Regions from separate parts of the Sus scrofa genome. Here region 2 is linked to region 1. The links are chromatin contacts, called in public promoter capture Hi-C maps. All regions are on one chromosome and are shown on one strand. The core of a region is the stretch at or near the end of the contact, and the rest is flanking DNA. Distances in the headings are between cores, read along the strand shown.

Region 1 (7,078 bases), core at 525-3,024:
GTAGGATTCAAAGTATACTACTAAAGCATGAAAATGTTAAGCATATGTAGTATATATTGTACTTGTTTCTACGTTATTTCATTTACACAGGCTCTTCTACCATAGACTGTAATCTTCTTGAGGGCAAATGTGATTCAACCACACTGAGAAAAATCTTTTTTGGCTTTACCTTTCCACTAATACCGTAGCCATACACATAGTAGATACAAACATATTCAATAACTAATTTTTATTATCAGTTACTACCAAAGACTCATCATATGCAAGCTTTATCAAGAGTGGAAAATACAAACAATTTTTGAAAGGAGTGCGATTCATATTCTAAAAGAGTTTAAAGATAAAAAAGACTTCGCAGAAAAAAAGTATATTACCAAGGTAAATAGTCCAGTATGTCTAAATCAGAAGTAATCTTCCTTAAGAAACTTCAGTTTTCATTTCAGCAAGGTAAGCCAAGGATTGCATAGAGAATCTCAATATCACAATAATATTGACAATGCAATACAAGAGAATGTAATCTTTTTTTAATCTGTAAGATCCCAACCATTTTAACAAAAAAGCACGGATAACTAAGTTTTGTTAAAAACTCATAATTAATACAACTTAAGATTTCTGCAACGGCTGCCAGAAAAAAATGGACTTTCAGAGTCTGAACTTTCGATAAGATAAACGCTTATTTTCAAACTTTTCAGGAGTCATTAAAATATTTATCTAATTTTTTTAAAAAGTTTCAACCTAGAATTCAACTTAGAATTCTTCATAATAGAGATTTAATGACTCGGGATTCAAAAAGATGTGATCCTGGTTTTTGAACGCTGTACCACAGGAGTCCTTAACAACCTAGGATGACAAAACAAAGCTGATGAAAGACGCTCCGGTTTGTGGAAACTGCCTGCCTTCCTCTCCTGTGGCCGGTTTGGAGCCTAATTAGCAGACGGAATACTGCTTTTCAGAGTTACTCACAGTCACGAGTAGCAAGAATCACGTACGTACAAATTCCTGGTTTAAAGAACGCCAAACCAAGCGTGTACTTTGGCTGTTCCCTAGTCAAAGGGCGGGTCTAAAACTGACAGGGAAGCACCTTACTCTTAATAAACGTTATTCCAGTTTCAACTTGAATATCCGATACTCTCCCAGGAGACCGACTTTTGCGTTCTTCTGACCTCTCATTCCCAAGGACCTGGCGGACAGTAGCCTGGGACTCACTCCCCAGAGCCGGTGGCTGGTTGGCCTGGACCATCAGCCTGAAGCCAAAGCCGACCGATACTCGCCCCGTCCGTCCAGGCGCCAACAGTTGTTCGCCGCCCGGGGTCCGGCCGTGAGGGGTGCCCGACGCCAGCGGCACCACACTATGACAAAACACACTACCCCGTGCTTCGGTCATGTCCTTTCTCCTATTCTCTTCCTCAAGAACACTAGGCGGCCCGAAGCCCGAGCGGCGACCGTGACGGTCAACGAGGCCTAAACCTCCCTCCCCGAGACCCCGGCCTCGTCCCTCATTCGCACCCTCTGGCTGCCGCTGCTGCTCTTCCACAGAGCGTAGGCTCCGGCGACGCTGACCACAGACTTCACACAGCTGCCCGGCTGGGCCCCTCACCCCGGCCTCCGCCGCTCTGGGAGCAGGCCCGTGCCCAAGGCCGCCTGTACACCGGCCTCACACAGCTACAGCCGCGTCCCTTCTCCGCCCGCTCCCTACTGGCGGGAGGAGCGGCCGGCGCCTCCACCTCAGGAGAAGACCTACACGAAACGCTTCCCTATTGGTTCTGGCCCACCCACCTGACCCTGGAGCGCTACGCGCACGTGGAAAACTGTTGTTGCTGCTCAGCCCATGCGTCACTTCCGGCCCCAACCCCCGTAAGGGTAGGACTGAAGCCCGCAGAAGCGGAAGTAAGGAGAGGGTTGTAGCGTCTTTCCGCTCCGCCCAGCCTGGCGCAGGCGCAGTGGCTCGGGCAGCCGTATCCTGCGGCCCCGCCTCGGTGAGGAAGGCCCGCCTGCCCACACCTCAGGAGGCCCGGGTTTCTGTCGCGATGCCGCGTTATTGCGCAGCGATTTGCTGTAAGAATCGCCGGGGAAGAAACAATACAGACCGGAAGCTGAGTTTTTACCCGTGAGTTGATCTAACGCGGAAGCGTTATCTCGCCTTTGGGCCGCAGTTCTGGGGCGTTTGGGCTTGGCGTATCTCCTGTCAGCTCTACAAAGTCTTCCTCAGCTCTGTGAAGTCTGCCTCAGCTCTCCGGGGGTGGTCGGGCGGTGCGGGGGAGGAGGGCGCGAAGGCTCGCGTAAACTTTTCCTAGACGTGTTCTGACATTTCTGGATAGGACGCTGGGCGGGCGGCGAGGCGTTGGGGCTTGTTGCGGGTGTTAATAGGGCGCTTGAAGCAGTAAAGTTTGCGCGATGCTCTGTGGTTTTCAGAACGTTTCCCTAGCTCACCTGACCTCATTTCATTAAAGGCCCTTGACCACCAGGTGCATCCACCGTGCCAAGTGGGAAAGTGCCCTCAAAGTTATTTAACTTCCACCTGCAGTAAGTTAGGTCGCATTGATGTTACTTAATTCCATTTTCTCCTGAGGAAACTGAGGCCTTTCAGAAAGGTTGGATAACTGACCTTGAAAGTTTTGTGGCAGAGCCAGGTATATCCTAAGCCCCTGTTCTGGGCTCTAGATACTCATTCGTACAGGGAGCAGGACAAGTAAGGGCTGATAGGTTTCACCTGCTATCCCAGCGTAGAGCGTTCCTGTGAAACCTTTTCTAAGCAAGAAAGCAGTTGCGTTTTTCTCGTAAAAGTGAAAATCTTGTTCAGGCATTAGTACCTGTTAGGTCTTTCCTAAAAACTGAACTGGCAGAAAGCCAACTTTGGAAAAGTGGGTACCTGTATTCCAAATTCTAGAGCCATGAAATATTTTTGTGGAACCCCAGAAGTACTCATTTTTGTTTATTTATAAGAAGAGGCAGCAGTATGGTGTAATAAGTAAGAGTCCAGGCTCCAAAGCCAGACTTTGGTTCAAATCCCCTGGCTCCACTACTTTGTAGCTGAATGACCTGCAAATTATTTAACCTGTGCTACCCAAGACCTCCCATTTGTAAAGTGGAGACATTAATAGAACCTAATTCACACTTAGTGTGTAAAGAGGTAAAACAGCACTTAGAATATAATGTATGTGAAAATCAGCATCCTTAGAATATTTTATTTCCTTTATTTCTTGTACTTAATAATTTAGCTGTGACTTGGTTGTTTTTAACTGTCTGATTTTGCACTCGCTATTTTATCAAACTTATTTGACTTTAGAGCTGAAGCTCTCTGCTCATGATTCAGCTGCTTTCCATTATCTTAACTAAAAAAAAAAAACCTGATAACTCCAAATAATGCACACTATTTGGCTGTATTTCCAGGATTATATTTCTTGAAGCCCTTCCACAAATTGCAAAGATATTTTTTGGGGAGAAATATATGCTAGTATGTTAGTGGCTCTGGCTCTGAGAAGGTTTGTAGCAAAGGATCATGTTGAGCTTGATATAATCTCATATTTTTCAGGTTTATTTTGTCATAACGTCAAACTAAAAAGTCTTTAATCTTTGCGGACTGTGTAGTTACTTTTTTTTAAGGAGGGGAAAATAAAATGCCAGAGGAAGTCAATTATAAAAATTTTTCTTCTAAAAATGTGAATTTACTGAAAGTTGAATTTTCTAATGTGTTTTTAAAATTTCATGTGTAATCCATAAAATGAATTACTTTTATTCCCCTAATAGCACCAAACTTGAAGAATTGAATTTTCTCATACTAACACTATAACAAGTTGCAAAATAAATTTATACTAATTTGGGAATTCACTGAATGTATGTATACATATAGTGACCAGTTTGAGGAGAAGTTAATAAGACAGTGAGACAAAATTACTAGTCAAACAGACTGAACCAATGTAAAGATACTAAGTTGTTCCAGAAACATATTCTAGAAAATTTCTTAGAGATAGCTGTTGAGAAAACATTGCAATCCAATTACCAATAAAGACATTCACAAAGTGTGTTTTTTAAGTTGTTTGATAACTTGCATAATGCTACAATAGAAATAATATATAAACCACATCCTTTTACATGAAATTACATTAAAAACATTATAAAAGACATATTCTCATTTTAGATGTAACAGAAAAGGCATGAACTTATCTTTGGCTAGCAGAATTCAAGCCCTCTGAAAAGAAGATTCTTTTTGTCATTAAATGCTTTTTTTCATCATGCCATTATACTTATACCCTAGGTCATCACTAAAAGTTTTTCAGGGAGTTCCCTGTCGTGTGCAGTAGTTAATGAATCCGACTAGGAACCATGAGGTTGCTGGTTCGATCCCTGGTTTTGCTCAGTGGGTTAAGGATCCGGCATTGCCGTGAGCTGTGGTGTAGGCTGCAGGTGTGGCAGGGATCCTGAGTTGCTGTGGCTCTGGCTCAGGCTGGCAGCTACAGCTCTGATCCGATCGACCTCTAGCCTGGGAACCTCCAAATGCTGCAGGAGCGGCCCAAGAAATGGCAAAAAGCCAAAAAATTTTTTTTTCAGGAGTTCCTGTCATGGCTCGGTAGTTAATGAATCCGACTAGGAACCATGAGGTTGCTGGTTCGATCCCTGGCCTTGCTCAGTGGGTTAAGGATCCGGCATTGCCATGAGCTATGGTGTAGGTCACAGACGTGGCTCGGATTCAGACCCCAAATTGCTCTGGCTCTGGCATAAGCTGGCAGCTACAGGTCTGATTAGACCCCTAGCCTGGGAACCTCCACATGCTGCAGGTGTGGCCCTAGAAAAGACAAATAAATAAATAAATAAATGAGTAAACCTTAAAAAATTTTTTTTCTTTCAAACCGTGTATGAATATTGTATCTGTGTTAAGAACTTCGAAAGGCAGTTTATCTGCGTTTACCATGGAAGGATATCAGGTTTAAAAAGTATTTTCTATAAAGTAGCCAAACTTCCTCTAGCATGTTAAAAAGTTACCAATATTTATTTTAAAAAATCATGCTACTACAAAGCATAAAACGTTGAGATTGAGGGAATGTATAACAGCTGCTTTTTGTATAAGAACCTTATGTTTTACTATTTTTTAAAAAATAAGAAACTATGTAGTATGTGTCTTGGACTGTGTTCTTTTAAAAATCATCAGAGGAAGTATAGGCCACTGTTGTTTAATACAGAATAGGCCAAACATATTCAGACTGGTAGAAAAAAGTTTTCCGTGAAATTCCTCCATTGGTCCAGTTTTACCCATAAGACATGGTGCGCTATGTAGAGGCAACTCTAAAAATCCAGGTTAGTACAGAAACAAAACTTATAAAGAGCTGTCTTGCCATTCTCTATCTTTTCTGTTTGTTTCATATTGTAAAATATGAGTCTGTCCTTTTTAATATATTTAGGTCTTGCGTCAGTTTCTCTTTCAGAACTTGAATACTTAAATTTTAAGAGTTCCCAGTGCACTGGCTAGAGATGTTGAGAAATATTGGACTGAATTACAAATGGGTAGATTTGAGGCTGATTCTAGTAAAAAGAATGGCATATATGTAGTTTTACAAGATTTAGTATTCATTTTTATGTCAGATAAACCATTTGTTTGAGTTCACATCTCCTTACTTTAAAAATATTAATATAAATAAGAGCCTAGAGTTTAATATTTCCTAGAATTATAGATAAGAAACTGTTTGACTTTATTACTGTGGAATATATTTGAATAAGACTTTTTAGTTACAAAACTCTTTACCATTTCTAGGCAAACTACATGACCGAAAAAAAGAAACATAATCCATAGAAAATATATTAATTTTTATAAGATAGTTTATCCTCTTTAGTAACACATATATTTTGCTTGAAGGGACTCTTGAGTTATGTTTTACATGTCACTCCTCTCAGACAAATGTTTTGGCTACACATCTCATAGCTTAGTCCTCTTTGCTGCAGAAATGATATGGTAGTAATTTTGTCATGAAGATGCTTTTGTATGGTGGAGATGGTTGTCTTGCTTTTGTGGCACTTGACCTATAAGGTTACCTGTGTGTGCAGTCCTGGATTCTGGCAAGATTGTTAAAATATAGCAAAGTTTTCCTTTTTTTAATTTCAGGTTTCCTCTACATGACAAAGAAAGACTTGAAAAATGGTTAAAGAATATGAAACGAGATTCATGGGTTCCCAGTAAATACCAGTTCCTGTGTAGTGATCATTTTACTCCTGACTCTCTTGACATCAGATGGGGTATTCGCTATTTGAAACAAACTGCAATTCCAACAATATTTTCTTTGCCTGAAGACAATCAGGTATTGGAGGCAGGAAGTAGGGGAGAAGGGAATAGTGCTAAACATGGTAGCAGATTTCAGGGTGGCATATAATTAGGTAGAGGGCATGAAAGAGAAAAATAACTGCTGGGAAAACATACTTGAGAAAAAGGAAAACTGATGCTTTTACTGAAAGTATGATAAATTTTGAAAAATTTAAACTGTTCTGAGGCATAGCTTAGGAGCAGAAGATAACATGTAAATTATCAAGTTATTAATGTAAATTAATTATCTAAGTTTTTTTTACTGGTCTGGTGAATGATGTGAGCTTTTTCCATCATATAATGATTAAGCTTGATGTATGTATAATTTTTTAGGGCCGCACCCACGGCATATGGAGGTTCCCAGGCTAGGGGTCCAATTGGAGCTACAGCTGCTGGCCTATGCCACAGCCACAGCAATGCCTGATCCTTAACCAGATGAGTGAGACCAGGGATCAAAGCCGCAACCTCATGTTTCCTAGTTGGATTCGTTTCCGCTGCACCACGTTGGGAACTCCCATGCTTAATATTTTTTAAAAAATGCCTTCAAGTATATTTTGTGCTGTTATACTGCTAAAACATTTTTTTAACTGAATAAATTTGCCTGGCCAGTATACTGCTTGAAGTTGTAATGAAATAGTCAGCACTAACTAATAAGAGAATCAGTCTAGAAAGAACATCTTTTTTAGAATTTGAAAATATTATTTTATAGGAGAAAGACCCTTCCAAAAAAAAATCTCAGAAGAAAAAATCAGAAGATGAGAAAGAAGTATGCCTAAAATCGAAGTCAGAGGA
Region 2 (6,739 bases), core at 3,655-6,154, 1.7 Mb after region 1:
AGGGTATATCTCTGGACCCAGATTAAGAACCCCTGAGTTAGGCCAAGGACTACTCTCCATGTTCAATTTAGTGATCCTTTATTTGAATGTTGAGTAGCAAATTTAATATGCCCAAACTCACCTAAATTATACTTGCTTTTAGCAAAAAAATGAACATTTATAAACATTTGAGAAATATAGTCAGTAGAGTTAGACAGTTCTAATTTGAGGGGAAGGAAATTGGTGAAAGATCTTTGGGAAGAGAGAGGCTAAATGCCAGAGGAAGGGCAAGCAGTTGTGAAACAACGGCACTGTTATTACTGGGATTTGGACTTGGATAGGTGCATACAGAGGGAACAGGGTATCTATTATGACCTGCTATGCTTTGGGGAGGTAGATCATAGTAGCTGGCCTCCAATATGATAGGAGGTCCTTATCTCCTAGTATTTATACTCCTGGGCACTCTCCTACACTGACTCAGAGCTGATCTTTGTGACCAAATAGAACACCATGTAGGTGGCAGGGGATGATTTTGGAATCGAAGTCATGAAAGGCAATGCTGCTTCAGCCTTGGTGCCTTGGACTCCTCATCCGGGGGGAATCTAGCTGTCCAGTTGTGAGGACACACAACAGCAGTTCTGTGGAGAGACCCACATGGAGAGCAACTGAGACTTCATACCCACACCCAGCCTAACTTGCCAGCCTTATGAATGAATCACCTTGAAAGTAGATCCTTCAGTCCCCATCAAGTCTTCAGATAACGAATGCCAGCTGATATCCTGACTGCACTTTCATGAGAGACTCAAAACCAGAATCACCAGCAAAGAGGCTCCCAAAATTCTGACCCCCAGTTTTGGGGGTGATTTTTTTTTTTTTTTTTGGGCCGCGCTTGCGGCACATGGAGGTTCCCAGACTTGGGGTCCAATTGGAGCTGTAGCTGCCAGCCTGCACCACAGCCACAGCAACAAAGGATCTGAGTTGTGTCTGTGACTCACACCACAGCTCACGGCAATGCCAGATCCTTAACCCACTGAGCAAGGCCAGGGATCGAACCTGCCTTCTCATGTATGCTAGTCATATTTGTTTCCAGTGAGTCACAATGGGAACTCTGGTAATTTTTTTTTTTTTTTTGGCAGCAATAGATAACTAATATATGCATTTAGGTTAAAATTCTCTAAAGGATGAAAAATAAAAGGAGTTGCTCCTTCCCCCTTTCCTCTGGTCACCTATAGGAGGTTAGTGAGATGCTATTTGCTATACTTTTTCCACGTATTATCATAAATAATTGAATCACCAGAGAAATGAGACTTCTGTCTTTGCCAAATGGTCACTCTAAGAAATGACTAGATATATAGTTTCTGATGAGCAGGAAATCCAACTGCTAAACCAGCTTATGAAGATTTACATTAATACAGAAATTAACAGAAATATAGATGTGTCAGTATGAAGACTATTCTAGGGAAATCATGCATCTAAATACTCATTATAGTCACCATGATCGACGTGGGATATGCAAACTACTGTGTCCAAAGTTGAGTCAGTATTTTAAGTGATCTGCAAACTACTCTTACGGATGTTGAAAGGTTTGGGGATGCTTAGCCAGGAGAAGATATAGAGAGCATTTAATAGCTATCCATTCGAAGGGCAGACATGTAGAATAAGAGTAAACACATTTTGGATTAATCAAGAGGAGAAAAATGGCCTAATGACAAATTATAGCAAGGCAGATTTTAATTCACTTACAATAACCATGGCTGTTTAACAACAGGTCATGCTGTAGTGAAAAAATGTGGTGCTCCCCTTCCCAGGAAGGATTTAAGCCAACATTGACTGACTGCCCTTCAGAGGGACTTTGGTAGTACTTGGAAAGCAGATCTAGATGACCTCTAAGATGTTGTGCCTGAAAAGCTTTTCCCCTGAAAATGTCTTGTTATGTACGAATACCTTTAAATAAGACAGTTGAGTGTAGTGGAAAGAGTCTACATTACAGAAGAATCGGAATTCTATTTGGCAGTTACAAGCTGTGTGACGTTGGGGAAGACACTTAGCTTTCTGAGCTTCTTCCCTGTCCTCACTACCTCTCAGAGCTGTTCTGACAATTCATTAGATGACAAGTCACTCAAATCACCCATTGGACATTTAATGCACGTGTGGTTTTCTTCCTTGCATTTTCTACAATGTTGTTTATAATCAAACATCTGGGATCAATTAAGATTTTGAAAGTGCAGTGTTGAAACGAGTTAATTTTCCTAGGCTTCCTAGGCTTCAAGTGTAGGATTTCACTTGTTATTAAACAATAAACTTGATTGAGATTTGATGAGATGCTTTGTGGCACAGCATCTTTAAAAAAATAAAAGACAAGTTTGGTGTAAGTAGGACTAGAAGGAATCAGAAGCCAGATGGCCAACATCATCTTTGAAATCTGCAACTGCAAGATCATCACTTGACTAAAGTCTTTCCTCCCAAGAGAGTTATCAAAGAAAAAAAAAAAAAAACAAACCAAAAACAAACAAACAAACAAAAAACAAAACCAAAAACTCAAACACTGAAAATTATACTGTTCACCATTAAAGTGTTTTACCTTTCTGGAAGGGATACCAAATTTTAGTAAGAAATTCTCAATAATAAGCACTTTATTTTCTTTAAAATTTTAGAGGAAACTGGAATCTCTCAGAATGAGGTGATAAATGCTTTTGCTAGCTGCCCTCCTTCCCAGTTAAAAGAACTGGAAGTAAAAAAAGTCCCACATATATTAGAAATCAATTTTTATTATCTAGAAACAATTTCCTTTAAATGTTTTACTTTATAAACAAAACTACTCCATGGGCAGAAATCACTCTGAATTACTGAACTAGGAACTAAGATTATGTGTATTGAATAGTTAACAGTCTATCTATTAGCATCCTACTCTTAAGCAGTCTCACTAGAGGCTGTCTTTAAGCAGCAAATGATAACTGAGATGTGTAGCTGTTCTTTCTCATTTCCCCTTTATCTGCAACATGTATAAGGATTGAAACAGGTAACTCAATGCTCATAGCAGTCTGTAAGTAATTGCTAGCTTGCATCCCTTCATATTAACAATTTTTCCTACCTCAAAGTTAAATATTATCAAAATTCTGGGGACTATCCTTTCATACATTGTTTCATACACACATACACATAATTTAACAAAGATGGGGTCATTTTTACATACTGTTTTTATTGTGGCCAAGTTCAACAGCATCAAAAGTATTTTCAGGTACTTAATTCAGGTGGCTGTAAAGCAAAAAAAAAGTCACTTCTGTCAGATACTGCAGGTACTGTATCATTTTTATACTCATATATTCATTACATTTTTAAATGTTTTTGTCCATGTTAGTGAATATTTGATGAACTCTAAATAATGCCTGTCGCAGTGAAATATACATTCCATCTTAATACTAATAACATATACTTCACAGTGTCAAGTGAAATGACCACATTAAAGAATTCCTGGAAGTCTGAGTCACAAGCGTTAAGTGACAGGAGCTTATAGTGGGTGTGGTGGTTGGGGAGACCTTCTGGTTTAAATAGGAACTGGACATAAAAGAATTCTTAGAACAGACAGCTTAGGACATATGGTGGCACAATCATGCCACAAAGGATCCAGCCTCTTTCATTGTTCTGCTCTGCCAACCTCTTAACATAGGCCTTTGTTCTCCTGTTTGTTGCTTCATGACTGAGCTGTGGCTGCCCCATTTATGGCATCACATTCCTCCAGGAAGAAAGACAAGTGGAGGGCAAGGATGAGCTCTGGTCTGCAGAACATGTTCATCTGAAAGCTTTCCTAGAAGCCCCAGCAGCAACTCCAGCTTTCATCTAGAAGTGGGGTGGTCTAGAACTGCGTCAAATGGCTGCTGCTAGGTGTACAGGAGTCTGAATAAGTATTTGTGGCTAGTATTAAGCTTCTATTAGGATGACTAGACAATAGGTAGAAAAAGACCAGGGTCTGCTACCAAAAACCCAAGTCAAAGCAAGCTGTTCTCATTCCATGCTAAAAATAGAGAATTTCACTCTTATTTCAAAAGAGCATTGAGAGGGTACAGTTAAGATATGGTAGGTGATCTACCATAAAGAAAGAGGTGAACGAGGGGGTGTAAGGGATCCTGTTGCATTAGCTGTTGAGAGGAAGAATTTCCTCTGGTCACTAACTTCCACTAATCCCCGTGAAGCTGAGAGGGGAAGAGACCAGGTCCCCAAAGCCCCTTACATTAACTGCTTGCATTCGCCTGTAGTGGAAGCTTGGAGCTATGAAAATGCACGTCTAACAAACTTAACTTACTGCATGGACTCCTAAAACTCGTGCAGAAAATGGAGAGTAAGTCAGCTTTGGGAGGTAGACTGAAGAAAGTTCGCCTTCCCTGTCTAAGCCATAAAACAAAAATAACACTGCCATCCCGCTTCATCTCCCACTGTACTGAACACACAGTAGGTGCTCAGTAAACACTCATCAACTTTAGAGAAGACAAAGGAAAGAAATGGAACTGAGAGTCTGCCAGAACTGTACCAGGTGGCTTACCTACATAGCTCATTTATTGAGCAGCACGCTGTCAGGCAGGCATGACTGTCCCATTTAGAGAAGTAAACTGAGGCTCAGAAAGGTTAGGCAGGGTAAAACGAAAGTAGAAGCAGACTCCGGGCATCTGAACTGAAACCCTTCTCCTTAAGTAATGTTGTCTCACAGTCTCTGCTCCGCCAAAGCTCCAGTGCTTTACAGACAGCCGACACAAGACATTTTGAGCAGAAGTTTGATTCAGCATCGGGAAGGACACTAACTTTTGCAAAAACAACGCTAAGGGTGGAGGAACACTTAACAAGTCTTTAGGGTTTGGTCAAAACAGAATGTACTAGCGCCACCTACGCTAGTGGCGAGGCCTGAGGGCCGCTGGGGAGGCGGAGCCGAGCGAAGGGTCAGGCCTGGCGGGCTCAGACGCGCCCGCGTGGCTTCGGGGCGACCCGGAATTCGGTCCGGGGTATCCCTGGTCGGCGCGGGCGGAGAGCAGGCCGCAGGGCCGGGAAGACCGCGCCCCGCTGCGGGCGGCGCATGACGCACTTCCGCCCTGGGTCTTCCAGCTTAAAGGGAACCCGGACCTTCTTCATAACAACAACAAAACTGCGCGCCCGCGGCCGGCGCCTGGGCTCTAGTCCCCGCCCTCCTGCCACCTGCCGCCGCTTCGGTCGCGCCTGGCGGTGCGCCGCCCTGCCTAGCACTGCTCAGACCGAGCGGTCAGGCCGAGAGCGGACCGCGCCCTTCGGCCAACTTCTCCCGCTGCCACCGCGCCGCCTCGCGAGACCCGGGGCCGGGCCGTGGCCGCCGCCAAGCAGCAGGAAGAGAACCTCAGCGGAGGACGCTTGGCCGGACAGTGAGGCCAGTGGCCCTGCCCGGGCGCAGAGGGCGGCGGTGGCGGGCTTTGCGGCCATCTCACAGGTAGCCCTGCTTGTCGCACCTGACCACCCTAAGCGGCCCGTCCCCCTTCTCCAGCCCGCGTTGCGGGACCGTCGCGTAGGGGCCTTGTTGCGTTTCAGTTTGGGGGTCGCGGCGGGGGCGGGGCGGGGGCTCGGGTTGTCGCGCCCTCACCCCTCCTTCCCTTCTCATTGCTTTCTCTCTCTACTCCCGGCCTCCCTCTGCAGTCCGGAGCCCGGCGAAGCCTAGACCTGGCGGGGAGAACTGCACCCTGGGCCGGGCCCCAGACCCCGCCGCCGCTGCCGCCACTGTCCATCATCCTCGGTGCCGGCAATGGCCTTTGTATCGCCCGATGCACTTGTGACTGACTTGGACACGGGATATTAACAACCCACTCGCTTCCGTACCCATCCCAGCCACGCCGGCAGTAACCACCTCGGCTCGTTTAGGCTTAACTGCTGCTCCTTGTGACTCTGTTCGACTTTGGGGGCACCATGGACCAAAATGGGATGGAGATTCCTGTGACCCTCATCATTAAAGCACCGAATCAGAAATACAGTGACCAGACTATTAGCTGCTTCTTGAACTGGACCGTGGGGAAACTAAAAACGCATCTGTCTAACGTGTACCCTAGCAAACCAGTAAGTGTCTAAAAGCTGGGCGCAGCTGCTCTGGCCGGCAGCTTTTCGTGCCAAGTATTCCCTTAACGCCCGCTCATCCCCTCTCCCCCAACTCCCCTTGAATCAAATAGGTCTCTTTTTGACTGCAGAGTATTTTGCATTCCGAGGTTATGTCTCTCTTGAGTGTGTGAAACATCATTAATATCTTCCTGATGAGGTTCAGTTAATTAGTAAGAGTATAGGGAAATATCAAGGGACACGAGAACTGGCAGGCATACAATAGGACCATTTTCCTTGGACTTAAAATGGGGATGACAGATGCCTCTTTATCTTTTTTTAAAAAAGATGAAGTAGTACTACAACCCATCTTAAAGCTCTTATCGCTTATTAGACTAAAATTCCTTTTTACTTGCAATGCCTGGCCCAGAAATTTGCCGACTGTTGAAGAGCGAATTTTTTCTTGGAAATAAGTATGTGACCACAATAAAAGTTATACGTTCCACTCTAGTATATATGTTTTAAGAAGCAAAGAGTTATATGTTTTAGATTCATTTTCCTTCTGCCCCCTTTCTCATTTTTCTCCTGTAGAGGACACAGAAAATTTTTTTTTAATTTAGAAGAAAACAGTCCTTCTACCCCCATCATTTGGTTCATCTTTTATTCTTTTCATACAGCCATTTGTAAATCATCGTGGCAGTGTTTTCCTTTCTGAATCATA

Evidence for each region. Promoter capture Hi-C pulls out the DNA fragments that hold promoters and counts their contacts.
Region 2: a contact with region 1 is called in a promoter capture Hi-C map of liver, with 13 times the contacts expected there. The contact joins the promoter of HERPUD2 here to the promoter of DNAJB9 in region 1. A contact is called at or near these places in 1 of 5 promoter capture datasets (liver) and 1 of 2 datasets of contacts at active chromatin or transcription factors (alveolar macrophages).

The regions. Positions count from the first base shown.
Region 1 is chr18:36,582,437-36,589,514 of Sscrofa11.1, forward strand. It overlaps DNAJB9 (dnaJ homolog subfamily B member 9), which reads right to left and starts at 1,775. Exons shown (of 3, transcript XM_003134777.4): 1 at 1,504-1,775. THAP5 (THAP domain-containing protein 5) reads left to right here and starts at 1,923. Exons shown (of 3, transcript XM_003134778.4): 1 at 1,923-2,104; 2 at 6,092-6,284; 3 at 6,996-7,078. The coding sequence starts at 2,025.
Region 2 is chr18:38,279,616-38,286,354 of Sscrofa11.1, forward strand. It overlaps HERPUD2 (homocysteine-responsive endoplasmic reticulum-resident ubiquitin-like domain member 2 protein), which reads left to right and starts at 4,905. Exons shown (of 9, transcript XM_021078631.1): 1 at 4,905-5,425; 2 at 5,629-6,042. The coding sequence starts at 5,896. It overlaps LOC102161969 (a long non-coding RNA gene), which reads right to left and starts at 4,827. Exons shown (of 5, transcript XR_002340256.1): 1 at 4,517-4,827; 2 at 3,173-3,234.